Regions from separate parts of the Zea mays genome. Here regions 1 and 3 are each linked to region 2. A link is a contact called in public Hi-C data. All regions are on one chromosome and are shown on one strand. Each heading gives the region's core, a stretch centred on a gene start, on an enhancer-like site or on the middle of the called end of the contact. The rest is flanking DNA. Distances are from core to core; before and after follow the strand shown.

Evidence for each region. Hi-C and Micro-C count contacts between places; a contact is called where the count stands out from the background.
Region 1: a contact with region 2 is called in a Hi-C map of leaf, with 6 times the contacts expected there. The contact joins the promoter of LOC103654184 here to the promoter of LOC100274249 in region 2. A contact is called at or near these places in 2 of 25 Hi-C or Micro-C datasets (ear and leaf).
Region 3: a contact with region 2 is called in a Hi-C map of ear, with 3 times the contacts expected there. The contact joins the promoter of LOC103654189 here to the promoter of LOC100274249 in region 2. A contact is called at or near these places in 5 of 25 Hi-C or Micro-C datasets (ear, leaf, leaf mesophyll and 2 more).

What each region holds. Positions count from the first base shown.
Region 1 is chr4:180,045,026-180,049,865 of Zm-B73-REFERENCE-NAM-5.0, reverse strand. LOC103654184 (RING-H2 finger protein ATL13) reads right to left here and starts at 3,239. Exons shown (of 1, transcript XM_008681012.4): 1 at 1,179-3,239. The coding sequence starts at 2,681. The coding sequence ends at 1,332.
Region 2 is chr4:180,286,707-180,291,165 of Zm-B73-REFERENCE-NAM-5.0, reverse strand. It overlaps LOC100274249, which reads right to left and starts at 1,896. Exons shown (of 12, transcript NM_001148615.1): 1 at 1,580-1,896; 2 at 768-1,036; 3 at 478-692; 4 at 95-118; 5 at 1-3. The coding sequence starts at 1,791.
Region 3 is chr4:180,445,606-180,450,260 of Zm-B73-REFERENCE-NAM-5.0, reverse strand. It overlaps LOC103654189, which reads left to right and starts at 3,095. Exons shown (of 10, transcript XM_035967448.1): 1 at 3,095-3,468.

The DNA of each region.
Region 1 (4,840 bases), core at 1,990-4,489, 240 kb after region 2:
TAATTCAAGAAATTGTTCATAGGCCTGCGCTGAAAGGGGGAGCTGAAAGATCTTAGTAAGGTGCTCCTTTTGTTTAGCTTCTTTGATAGTAAGTTTGCTGTTGCAGGCGAAGGAAAATAATTCAGGATATTGATGAGCCGGGATGCCCTTGTTCCACAGATCTCCCCAAAAAAGAATGGTTCTCCTATCACCAATAGAAGGGGCTGCCAAACCCTTAAAATCTTGAACGAGACTGAGCAAGCTTTTCCACCAGAAGGAGCCAATTTTTGAACAACTAGGGAGCCTGCCTGCTCTGTAGTAATTGTTCCAAACCAGATTTACCCAAGGAATATCATAATTATTGAAGAATTTATGCAAAAACTTGAGCAGCAAAGCTTTGTTGTGCGTCTCCAGTCTGACCACTCCCAGCCCCCCATTTTTTTAGTCTGAGTAACCATGCTCCAAGCAGCCAGAGCCGGTTTCTTCGAGTTGACGTCGTTGCCTCTCCAGAGACAATGTTTCCGATAAGAGTCAATCTTCTTGACCGTGGCAACCGGAATTTTCAGGGTGCACATCAGAAAGGTCGGGAGAGCCGAGAACACCGAGTTAACAAGCTCAAGCCTACCGGCATGGGAGAGGAGAGCGGAAGTACATGATAATCTCTTCTCAATCCTACAAATGAGCGGTAAAAAGTGGCAGATTTTGGATTTAGACAGGCCAAGCGGAACACCAAGATAGGTGAAGGGCATCGAACCCATCTGACAGTTGAGAGTTTTGGCTAGAATCTCCATTTTAGCCGAGCAAACATTGATTGGGTACATACATGATTTATTATAGTTCACCTTGAATCCCGTCGAAGTTGCAAACGAGTTCAGAACAGCCCTGAGAAAAAATAATTGTCTGGGGCATGCTTCCAGTGTCATCAGCCTATTGAACGATCGGAGCGGCTCCTTTCTTTGGCCCGGACTCCCATCGCGATCCTCTGAATCTCCGAGCAGCAGCGCGAAGGGTCAGATAAACAACGTGTACTGTTTCAGAAGCTATTGCTAGTTGCGCTGCAGGTGTTTGTCTCGGTAGCAGCCGAAAGTTCGTTTCGCTGTTTGTTTTGGTCAGCTCATCGTCGTAGCTCGCCATTGACGGTGGCTTCTGACGAGCCCTGGTGTGCTCGTCGCTGCTAAATGGATCAGGGATCCAACGCGAAAGCGAAAGAAAGAATATTTTTTTCAGAGTCTTTCCTGTTTTACAAATTTCTAGCTATTGCAATCACTACTCGCACTTACCAATGTGCCAAAAGAGCACAAAAGAATTCGTTTGCCTTTGTTCTGTGTGTCTTTCAAACAGTGGCGCGCCGTTCATGAACAGCTCCCGACTCTGCTCTGTTGCCGGCCTCCGACGACCCAGAGCAGGGTCCTCCGGGCGAAGGAGGGCCTCTCCTCCGCCAGCGACGACGCGGCGCTGTTGCCGCCGCCGCCGCTCCCGGCCTCCACGTCCCAGTCGGCCTCGCTCCCGCTCTTCCGGCTCCTGCCGTCTCCCTCGTCCTTGCTCCTCACCGGCCACCGGAACGACACCGCGCGCCTCTCGCCGGCCGCGTCGGGGTCTTTCTTGGACGACGGCACCATCCAGATCTTCGACACCGAGAAGCTGTCCTTGGCGAGCTTCGACATGGTCGCGTCGGAGTCGGACTGCTGCTGCTGCTTGGGCACCGTTGCTGGGAATGGCAGGCGGAGCGAGGTCTCCCCGCGCTTGGACGCGCCCAACTCGCACTCCGACATGGCGCCTCGGCGGCGCGACTTGGAGGCCGCGGGCTTCTTCTTGGGTCCCGGCTTGATCGCCACGCGGAGCGAGGCGCGGTCGTCCATGACGTACTCGTAGGACCCCATGGAGTGGCACCTTCTCTGCCCGAGACCTTCCTCTGCACTGGCACCGCCGTCGCCATCGCCGCTGGTGCCTGCTCCGTCAGCTGCTGCGTCGGCGGCGGTGGCGCTCGCGCTGCCGCTGTTGCCTTCGACGCACACAAACTTCCCCAGCTTCACCTCGACCACCTCCTGCGCCGGCGTGGCCCGGTCGCTTGGCTCGCCGTCGTCGGCATCGTCGTGGGTGGTCCCATCCGCCGACGCGGCCATGTCGCGGGCGCTCCCGGACCCGAGCTGCACCACCACGACGGGGCTGGACAACGTCGGCGAGAGGTCGGCGAGGAGGCTCCGGCGGCAGAGCGGGCAGGTGGAGTGGGACAGCAGCCACGTGTCGATGCACTCGAGGTGGAACGCGTGGCTGCACTGGGGCAGCAGCCGGAGCCGGTCGTCGGGCGAGAACTCGCACAGGCACACGGCGCAGTCGAACGGGTCCTTGGCCTTGGCCTTGCCCTGCCCGCCCCCGCCCCCGCCGACGACGACGCTGCCGTAGAGGAACACCGGGAGCGCGTCGATGGAGGCCTGGTCCACGCCGGCGTCGTGCATGTGGAAGAGCTGCTGCAGCTGGCCCTGGAACGCCGTGACGCTGTCCGCGTCCTCCCGCGCGCGGCGGCGGCGGCGCAGCCGCAGCAGGTGGCGCACCAGCAGGTGCAGCAGGCCGCACACGAAGAAGACGATCGCCAGGATCGCCACGATGAAGGGGATGCTGGGGCTTATCTCGCTCTCCACGTTGTCGAGCGCCGACGCGGGCGGCGGCGGCGGCATCAGCCACGAAGAATTGCCGCCGCTCATTATCCTTGGATCAACCAATCCGTCGCACGGCTCGCCAAGGTACAAGAAGATCACGGGACAAGCTTTGCCTTTGCTTGATGGCAAATCCAAACCACGGAACGGAATGGAATCCTTCCTTTTGGAAAGGAAAAAAAAAACAATAAATTGCCGTACATGTGCTAGGATTTCGGGAAGGATCCGGGCGTGGCCATCGCCGAGGAGGAGCAAGTGTCCTCGAATTCCTGGACCTTTTTCGGGGGCCGGGGGGGCAGGAGGTGGTGGTGGATGGCGAGTTGGCGGCTGAGTGGCGAGTGGCGACGCAACAAAAAGGGAAAAAAGTAGTAGATTAGTTGAGAGAGGAGGGATTGCAGTCAGGATTAGAGAAGGACAGCGTGCAGCATTTAGTTAGGTGTGTGTTAGCAGCGCCGCCTGACCAAAGGCCTGTTGACGTCAGAGACAACAAACAATTCGTGCTGATGATGTTCGTTGATCTGTTGAGATCGACTCCCCATCCCAATTTTCTTTTTGTTGGTTTTGTTTTGTCGGTATTTCTTTTTGGTTTTCTGGTGATTATGTTGATGGATCCGCGGTGCCTAGAACACAGGAGGCGTACTAAAACATTATAACCGGGTTGACTTTTGCTGGGGCCGTCTTCGATTCTGGCTGGAGTGCAGTGTACGTGTACCGTGCGCGCGCGTACAGCAGGACAGGAGAGCCTCCATGGACGGACAACGGACATGCGATGGTTAGACTATGCCCGGCACCTTATCTATCACGTACCGATATTTAAACTTCATTTTACAAACACTTCAATCAACATCTACAATGCAAAATAACATAAAAACGATGTTTTTGAATAAACTATAGATAGACTGCTTCAGACGATCTTCGGTCCTGTTTGGTTCCTTTAGTCACTAGACTAAACTTAGTCGCTAAAGTATCTCGTTTGGTTCCAGTGGCTAAACCGAACTAAAGAGCATCAATTGATGTGAATAATGAATATATTACCCCTATTAATCAGTAGATGTTTGCTGCAACAAGAAAATAGAGAGGACAAATAAGGTAAAAATTATATTTTGGTCCCTTTTAGTCACTCCCTTGTGAATAAAGAACTAAAGTTTAGTCATCCCACTTTAATTACGATGTATGCTTATTTAGAGACTACAAGTGACTAAACTTTACTCACTAAATTTTAGTCAGCCTAAACCAATCGGGGTCTTAGTCTGCACATTGCATACAAACATAAACCACACATACTACGACCCATTGTTAAATCGGAGCCCATGGCTAGCCCAAAGTAGCCGATGCACAACACTACACTACAAGAGCTACAGGCATTTTCGGCGGCCAACTTGTCGGCGTTTCGAGACCGGGGGGTCCCCGAGCCGACGAGTGAGTGTGTCGCGTGCCCCAGCCCAGATGGGTCGAGCGCGTGGGCGAGCGCGAAGGGGGGAGAAGCGAGGTGGCCGGAGACGGGCGTGAGAGAGGTGGAGATCCCGCGGCCTTCATGTTCGTCCCGCGCCCAGGTCGGGTGCGCTTGCAGTAGGGGGGTTACAAGCGTCCACGCGGGTGAGGGAAGCGAGCGGCCCTAAGAGAGCGCCTGTCCCGTCCTCGTCCCACGCGTCCAACCTTCTCTAAGAAGGTCCTGGTCCTCCCTTTTATAGGCGTAAGGAGAGGATCCAGGTGTACAATGGGGGTGTAGCAGAGTGCTACGTGTCTAGCGGAGGGAGAGCTAGCGCCCTAAGTACATGCCAATGTGGCAGCCGGAGAGATCTTGGCACCCTGCTGGCGTGATGTCGTGGCTGTCGGAGGAGCAACGGAGCCTCGCGGAGGGACAGCTGTCGGAGCGGTTGAGTCCTTGCTGACGTTCACCTGCTTCCGTAAGAGAGCTGAGAGCCGCCGTCGTCACAGAGCTTGTGGGGCGCCATCATTGCCCATCTGGCGGAGCTAGCCAGATGCGACACCGGTCTTGTTCTCCATGACCCGAGTCGGCTCGGGGTAGGATGATGATGGCGCTCCCTGTTGACGTGGCGGGCCTGTGCCCTAGGTCGGGCGACGTGGGGGCTCCTCCGAAGCCGAGGTTGAGTCTGTCTTCCGTGGCCGAGGCCGAGCCCGAGCCCCCGGGTCGGGCGAGGCGGAGATCATTCGACAGAGGCCCGGGCGGAGTCCGAGCCCTGGGG
Region 2 (4,459 bases), core at 647-3,146:
TGACTGCATGCAATAAATGACATGATAAAAGGAAACTTAGTCCTATGTTTTATTTCTATAAAACACTAAACGGCAAATTATGGAAGGTACTTACATATAGCTCGGTATACAAAATAATCTGCACAAAAAAAATCATCAGTGAGTTTTTTCTTTCATATAAATCAAAAGGTTTAGAAAACATTTCATGCATGAATAAAAAACAAAGAGGGATGCAAACTTTTCTAGCCTTGAGGTGCCAAGCATTTCCCAAAAAAAATGGGAGTAAAGAGTTTGAGTAGGTGTCTATCTTTGCCAAATTGTAAACATTCAGATACGGAAGTGATCAAGGTTAGGTGCAGATTGAAAGCGTGTATGAGGGAAAAAATTATCAATAGTTGCTTCTAGGTATTGTGTTTGTTAGGTGCACAGACATCTCTACATACACTTCAAAGATAGTCCTAAAAGATACTCCTTTCATCTAAAGGTACCAAAACTTACAGATATCAACACACGGCCAATTCTTCCAAATGCAGCCTCTCCAATGTCTGGATAACTTGAGATACCATCTTTGCTCTCAAAACAATGTTTTAGAAGAATTCCAGTATAACAGCAAACAATCGCAAAGCATGCTAGAACTGCAAGGCCAGTCCATCCAGCTTCATGAATTGTAAACGGAGTGGAAAGAAGGCCAACACCAGCAAGCACATTAATCCCTGCCAAATAACGAAAAAGAAATATGTATCAAACATGTTCGATAGAGCAAGTAAGTGTATTTCAAATGATGGTACCGTTGAAGACTGTTTGCGTCACATTGCACCCTTGACTAATGTAGATTTCTCCCGTGTGTTGCAATTGAAACGAGACTCTCCCATCTCTCATTGAACCAAGGGTTTTCGGCAAGTTTCTGACAGAATCAGCCTTGGCCGATATTAGAGGTGACTTCAGGTCAGAGCCCAGAATACTGCGACCAAGGTCGAGGAGCGAGTATTTGCTTGTAGAAGAACCTAAGTAACCAAAGCTCGGTGATGCAGCGATTGTGTAGGTGTCAGTTGTTTCCCTGCAAAATAGTGCATATATATCATGATCACATTATCTATACATGCCGATCCACGAATACATTCAACTTGTAGCATTACGACCGGTGCTCATTAATTAAGTATGACCACCACTGGATACTTGCAGATACAGAAATCGTGGGATCTCAGCATGAACACAGCCTCGGTCAATAAAATCTAAAACAGAGGATTTAGAACAGATATTTTTTTTATAAAAAAAAAACAATTTAAAGACTCAACGATCGACGCCATTTTTTGATTGGCTTACTTATATTGAGTTTTGATCGCTTTCTATTTAGAATTATAACAGAGCGGACCTCTACGCACAGGACTTGTAAAACAGTACTACAGACAACAGTCTACCGGTAATATCCTAAAAAAAACAGTCTACCGGTAACAAATACGTACTAATAATAAAATAAATACTAGTGGTAAACAGAACAGAGCGCTGATAATAATTGATTCCTCCGTAATAAACAGAGCAGTAAAAAAATGGTCGCGTACGTAAGCGACGTCCGAGCAACGAATGGGAACAACGCACGCACCTGTAGCTCTGCGGCCACTTTTGGGGCAGGAAGGAGCGCGTCGAACCGACGCCGTCGCGGTCGCTGTCCCGCTCCTCCTCGTCATCGCCCTCCCCGCGGTCCTCCTCGGAGTCGCCGCAGTCCTCGAAGCTGCGGCGCGGGCTCTCCTCGATGCCTCCATCCTCCAGCATCAACTCCTCCTCCTGTTCCTTCCGGGGCTTCTCCGGCGCCATCTCCGATCGCCGCTCGCCCGCCTCTGTTTCTCGCGGGTTCCGCCAGTCGTCACAAGTGGCCCGCAGCGTGGATCGGAATTGCGTAGCGAAGGCGAAGAGATGACGAGGTACGTTTCTGGAAGAGACGAGCTGAGCGGGAAAGCCGGGAAGGCTTTTAATGGCCGCGACAGGATTGGAGCGAACGCGCGTCGCGACAAAGCGGCCAGAGGCGCGCCCTGCCGATCGCTCCTCGGAGCTCGGAAGGAGGTGGGGTGGGCCACGAGGGACGCCACCCGGCCATCGTCTATACTTAGGGATGGCAACGGGGAAATCCCCATCGGGTTTTGGCTCCCCGTACCCGTCCCCGCGACAAAAAAATTTCCCCGCGGGAATCCCCACGAACTCTTGCGGGGGGCATTTCTTCCCCATCCCCGTTCCCCGCGGGGATAAATCCCCATCGGGGATCCCCGTCCCCGCTTAAATTATAATTATGACATACTTTCTTCGTTATTAATATAAAACATTGTCACTTGTATACATTGTCAGATGTTAGAACTCATTATGTGTACATCAAAATAACATATTTGTACAATGAGTTATCTCTTAATAATGTAATTATTTATTTTTATTATTATATATTACATGAAAACATCACCATATATAAGTTTAACGGGTCCCCGCGGGGAATGGGGATGGGGAATGTTTCCCCATCCCCGTCCCCGTTTACCCATCAAGGGAGGATTTTTCCCCGTTTACATCCCCGCGGGGGGAGAACCTTCCCCATCCCCATCCCCTAATGGAGGAATTCCCCGTGGGGAATCGGGGATCAGGGCCCCATTGCCATCTCTATCTATACTCCCGTGTGTCGTACTGTCGTCTCACTCTCACCGGGTGTGGGCCACGGGAGCACGTGGCGCCGCCTAACGTAACGTACCGGCAGAGACGCAGAGAGCGTGGGGAGTGGTCGGGTCGCGGCCATTTTGCTCTATCTGTGATTGGGTCGGCGGCTCTACGTGGTTGTGTTGTGCTGTACATGGTGGTAAAGCTTTGGCAAGTTCCGGGGATGCGCTGGCTTGCTGTTGGCTGGTGCTTGATGAGGACAGCTATATATACATCCCTACTAGTCGGTTACTCGTACGTTGCAACGACTTACAACAATACTCACGTAAACTATTTACCAAATATTTTTTTAAATTTTTTTATTGATTGTCTCTGCTCTCCGTGTAATATTTTTTGATTTGATTAACCGATGTTATTGTTTACTCCATGCAATATATCATGGTATAACACGGCCAATGAAGTGAGCGATTAGAAGAGAGTTCACAACGACTGACTGAACGAACATAGATTATAAAATGACATAATTCCACCATACAGAGACCAAATAAGAGAAAGTTTGTGAGCTCAAGTTTCTAAAATAAGTCACATGAATTCAAACTTATAAAAAAGATGGATCAAAATATGGAGTGATAGCTAAATTCAGGCATCAATAAAAACTGGATGCGCTCCATATAAATTATGATATTTCGTAACAATTACTAACGTTTAAAACCAATAAATAACCTTTCATTTTACTGTTAGTGTGACAAATCATTGTTGCTCCATCCAATTCAGCAACCTCAAACACCATGGAGTCCATTGTGTCAATGTGGTCTCAGAAACAACCTAATGCTTGCAAAAGCCAAGAACGTCGTGCCGTGCTTGGGCTGTAGCCTCGGCCCGATACGATTATATTTTTTTATTTAAAAAAATGTATATACATATATACAATTTATATTCAATATTAAAAACATCTGAGCTTAATGTTCTACTGGTTAGACAGCTTCACCCAGTGTTTCCCGCCCTTGTTCCATCAGGGCATGGGCGAACCCCACCTCATGCACCGTTTTTAACATTTTACGCTGATTTAATCAAATGGACCGACAGGCTGGCCCGTCACAGTCAGCAGGCCAGCATGTCATGCATGGGCCAGAGTTGTGGCCCGCGAGCATCTGGCCCATGCTGGGCCGCCGTTTGGCCATATATAGGCGTGCAACATATTAATTTGAAATAACTGTGAGGGGTTATTTGTAAAAAGATGGCGCGTGACGACAGTTGAAACTGGTGCTTTAAGTATAGTATAGAATTATGGTACGCTTTTAAAGCTTAACTACTCATTATTTTCATTAGAACCAAATAGTTCCACCATCAACTTTTTTACCAACTAACTCCTCTAATGCATTCAAACTTATCCTAAACCTTAGTCTGGTTTCGGAAGACATTGATTTTTTATCAACAATCTGCTCTAGCGCATTCAAACTATAGATGAGTCGTGCTAAATCGACCGACACTAAGCACGACACGAGCACGATTCATATACCGTGTGATTGGTTGCCCGAATAGGCACGACCAGACCCGGCACGTGCGTTGACCACGCTTGAAACCGTGATTGGTTACCTTACATCATCGGTGTAGCCTGCACGCGCGGACGCAACCTAGGCAGGAAACCACCCGTAAGCCTGCATGGACGGAGACGCGAGCGTGCAACCTTCTCTATTGGACTAGGACGAGGCGAGCTGGGCGCCCTCCAGCCCACAAACCAATCACACGGATAGTGTCAGTGTCGGCACGACACGGGCCTAGTGTCGTGTTTGGACCTCCACCCCGTCACCATGGGCTGGCACGAGCATGGCATGATTAGGTGGTCGGC
Region 3 (4,655 bases), core at 1,846-4,345, 160 kb before region 2:
CCCCCCGCTGCCTCTTCGGCCTAGCTTCATGCAGCCTGACAGCCGCCTGGCGTTTTTGCGCCGCCCCTTGGCGATCCTTGTCCATCACTGCCCACACAACAGCACCGATATTCCGCTTGTAAGGAAAAACTCTCCATTTGCGAACCATGCAAGATGTAAAAACGTCCCCGCTGGCCGCGCGGGGGATAGGAACATTCCTAGGCCAGCAACCCCCGGTAACCTTCAGCATCCGAGCCGAAGACTCCCGGAGCTCGGGCGAAGACATCCTTTCCCCCGGGGCCGCGCATGTCCTCATCAACTCTCTAGCAAACCCATCGGAAACCCCAAGTCCTCCCATGGCAGTACCTAGTCTCCTCTTCTTAGAGGATGGGGCGGCCGCCGGCGCAGGGTCGTCTTTAGTCTCCACCACTGGTTTCTTCCCCCGGCGGTCCGCGTCGTCTTGACCAGGATAGCCGTCATATGGCAGTTGGTTCAATTCGAAGACCCTATTCAAACGGTCATTCGACCCGCGGATCTCCCAGCTGCGCTGGCCCTCGGTCCTCGGCACATAACGCCCAACAAGCCGCACCGCCTCATCCTCAGCTTCACGCACGAAGGCGGCCGGATCACGGTTTCGCAGATTAAGCGCGAAGGCGGGACTCCGCACCATCTCTCCACCACGGAAAGGCATCTGGCGAGGGCATACTTCGCCCAACGCCCAACCATGCGCCAAGGGCCATACCCCGTACGCCACAAACTCTTCAACCAAGTCGCGCCCACTGCTCTGGCCGGCGGCACTCCGAAGGGCCCCTTCGTCCACATCATCCTCCGCCACTTCAAAGGGCGGGTACGCCGAGTAAAAATGAGAGCACATCTCGGACACGGGAAGTCCCTCGTGGCCTTCGACGGTACCCTCAGCAACGTAAAACCAAAATTCGTTCCAGTTGCCCCACTTGTTGCGGGCGCAAGGGACCAACTCGACTACTGGCATCGTGGTCTTGCCGGTCTTCGGCGTGAATGTGCAGGACCCAAACTGAGCAACTTCGTCCCCGATCATCCTCTTCTGCCAGTGTAAACAATAATGCTTCGCAAAAACTTCGACCGATGGCTGTCCGCCGTACGAAGTCGTCGCCCATACATACTTCGACAGGGCCACCACAACATTCGGCGTCAGCTGATGTATTTGCACGTTGAACCTGCGCAGGACTTCGCCAACAAACCGATGCGCAGGCAAGCGGAGACCGGCGGCGAAAAAACGCCTCGAAAACAACCAACTCGCCCTCCGGCTCGGGGACTTTCTCCGTCCCCGGGGCACGGGCAACTCCACCGCCGAAGTAGCCCAAACGCTGCATATCCTCCACGCGGGCCGATGACATTCGCGACACGCCGAAATCAACGGAATCGCCGGCGCGCAACTCCTCCGGCATCAAACTGCTCAGCGTCTCCTCCGACGAGGCGGCGGCCGGCGGCGAGGAACCGGCCGGCGGCGTAGCGGCAGCGGAAGAAGAGGAAGACGGCATCGCTACGTACCGTCGGCGGCGGCGGACAGTCTGCTTCACTCGCGCCAGATCTCCGGCGAACAAGAGCACGGCGGGCAGACGAGCAGCAAGACGACGGGCGGCTAGGGTTTCGCGGAGCGCACAAAAGTAAAGTTCAAAAAGCGCCGGCCCCCGCCCCCTTTTATAGGCAGGGCGCGGCTCTTCGGGAAACCCGCAATCCAACAGAGCGCGGCGCTTCGGGAAACCCGCAATCCAACAGTACGCGGTCAATCAACGGTCACATCAAAAACCCCCGCGGAACCACTTCGAGCGAGGGAAACGTCTCCGCCATCTAGCGACGTCTTCGGCACCAGGTGACTTTGTCGAACTGGTCCCTCGGAGGGCAGATGTTGGAGCGAAGGCAGAAACGCCACCCTTCGCTCGAAGTCTCCGCTGCTTAGCCGCTGCTCTGACAGACAGAGCAGGCAGGGACACCCTTCGCTTGATCGGCACCAGACGAAGACCGGCGACGAAGGCATCCCACAGTGCGGCCTCGTCCAGCTCAGAGGCCCACGTGCGATCCGGCCCATTGTAACGGGCCCTGCGTGGCCGCCGCGTGTTACGGGCCTAATTTGTAAAGGCATCCCTGTAATTACAGTCTGTAACCCTGCTTTATGGGAATATTCTGGGGATAACCTAGGTAGCTGAGGGCACATGCGTCCTTAACACAGGGCGCTGGGCGTTCAGGTACCTATAAATACCCCCGCACAGTGCCCGTGAGAGGCCGGAGAAAACAGAGCTGTTTGCCATCTCACGCGTAACCCTACTGTCCACACTGTTCACCCCCGTTGGCTTTCTTGCGACCGATAGCAATTTCCAACAATAGGATGATGCCTTTTTTCAAAGATTGCATTGGTGCAATAGATGACACTCACGTTGCAGCAGTACCACCCTCACGTGACCAAATTAGGTACATTGGTAGAAATGGAAGGGCAACCTAAAATGTGTTTGCTGTTGTTGATTTTGACCAACGGTCTACATATTCTATTGGAAATAAGGTAAAACTTCCACTAAATAAACAAAATTGAGTGGAGGCCACTGCTCCTAACGTCGGTCCGCCCCTGGTATACGGTATATCGTATACTGTATACGGATGGAGCCCGAGCGCATGCCCACGGAGGTGCGTCCGCCACTGGGATAAAAATAGGATGAGAAAATCCTAAAAAAATTATTAATATCAACGTAAGATGAGTTGGCATGAGAAAAAGTTTCTATAAAAGCAGTGCAACTTTTTTTAAAGATCATAATCATCTGAAGACTTTACGTCATCTGAGTTTAACAAGAAAGTAAACTGGTTTTCAAATACCTTTAATTATTCGAATGCTATTCTATATATAAATCGAGTACGCGTCTAGACGCAGAGACAGTCCTGGTTCTACTCTCGATTTTGGACATAGCCGTTTCCGTTTTCTTCACTAGTGTATTAGCGTTCTAAATTCCTTTTTTGTTTTTAGATAAAAATTATAAATAAAAAAATGGTTAGAGTCTTTTTTTTTCGACCGTTCGCGATCGTTTTCATCGCTAACTAGTAGCCGCACCCCAGTCTATGAAACGACGCCTGGGCATCATCGCCGTACGTGACTGTTCTGTTTCCGTAGCGTGTGCCGCCGCAACACCCAGGCAAGCCCGAGACCAAAAATAACAGAAAGGAGAGCCGCGTGTCCTCCCAGCCACTGCCACCCTTCCCCACCTATCGATCTCGAGTTCTCTCGACCCCACCCGACCCGGAGCCGCACCGCCTCGACCCAGACCGGCGCCGACGAGCCCCAGCGCCCAATGGCGGCGGCTTTCCTCGCCCTGGAGGCCCGCGTGACATGATCCCTGTCCCCCGAGGATGGGAATATCCCCCCTCCACCCTCCCTTCTCGACTCTTCCTCGGGTCTCTCCTTCTCCACCGCCTCGCGCTCCGCAATTGGCTGCTCGTGCTCGCGTGGCCCCGGATCGCCGCCAGGTGCTCCTCTCTCTCTCTCTCTCTCTCTCTCTCTCTCGTGGATTCTCCGAATTGTTTGCTGCTCATCAGTAGTTTTATTTTGTTCTGCTCGCACGTCTCTCCGTTCGTTTTGGCCCTTCCCCTTACTCCGGGGGGATTCAGGAGTGGTTGCTATTTGGTGCGGGGTGGCAGTTTGAGGTTTTGCGGGAGAGGGTGGGTCGAGAATGAGATTCGTGGGAGTCGTGGCATGCGGTTCTGCAGCTCCGCTCGGGGTGCTCCAGCGAGATCGCTCGAGCTCATTCCATGTTTTTTTTTGGAGTCTGATCGCTGGCCTCTGATTTCAGCACGCGCTCGCGTTGCTTGGCTATTGTAACGGAAAGTTGTTCGGCATGCGTCAACTTCGTTTCTTACGTATCTGGATTGATAGGAGTTTATAGGTCATGCAGCTGTATACGTTGTCGAACGACGTAGAGAGACTGGAACCTCGTTCCATTATCTAAGAAAAAGGAATTTAGGTCATTGTTAGAGATCAGTGAAGGCTCAACTTGTGTGGGATCAAAGTTGGGGGCTTTCTTTCCCTCCTCGACAGCAGACAGTCGCATGACAGGAATTCACGTGGGACCAAACAAAATCACAAAATAACCAGACAATACCGTAAAACAAATGTAATAATACATATAGAAACGAGTGATCGTATAATAAAAGTTAGAATTTGAATGAAGAAAAATAAAAAAATATATAAACAAGAAGAAGCAAAGCAAATATACCACGAGGCTATCAATCTTGTTTTAGTTGACTGAGGCAATTGTATCCTTCTAGTTTTTAGCTTCATATTTGTCACCCTTTCCTAGTTGCTTAAAAAGAAAGCAATAAAAGCAATAAGATGTATCCTTTGACTCGTCATACTCCAACCAATCGTAATTCTCACATGTTCTTAAAAATGTATGCGGGGCAAATCTAAGTTCTTGGTTGTCACAACTCACAAACCTTTAAAAAAGTACGCCCTTCTCGCCTTCATCTTGAACATTTTTACCATACTCATCAATTTGTCGTTTTAATGCTGGATCTACAACTATTTCATCCGGATTAGATACCCTTCCAATATTTGATTGTTCTGAAATTCCTATTTACGCAATAAGCATATCTTTCGCATTGTTATTGTCCTAATCACCGGTGGCACAACCCCTTGAAAGTGGTTGTAAAAATCT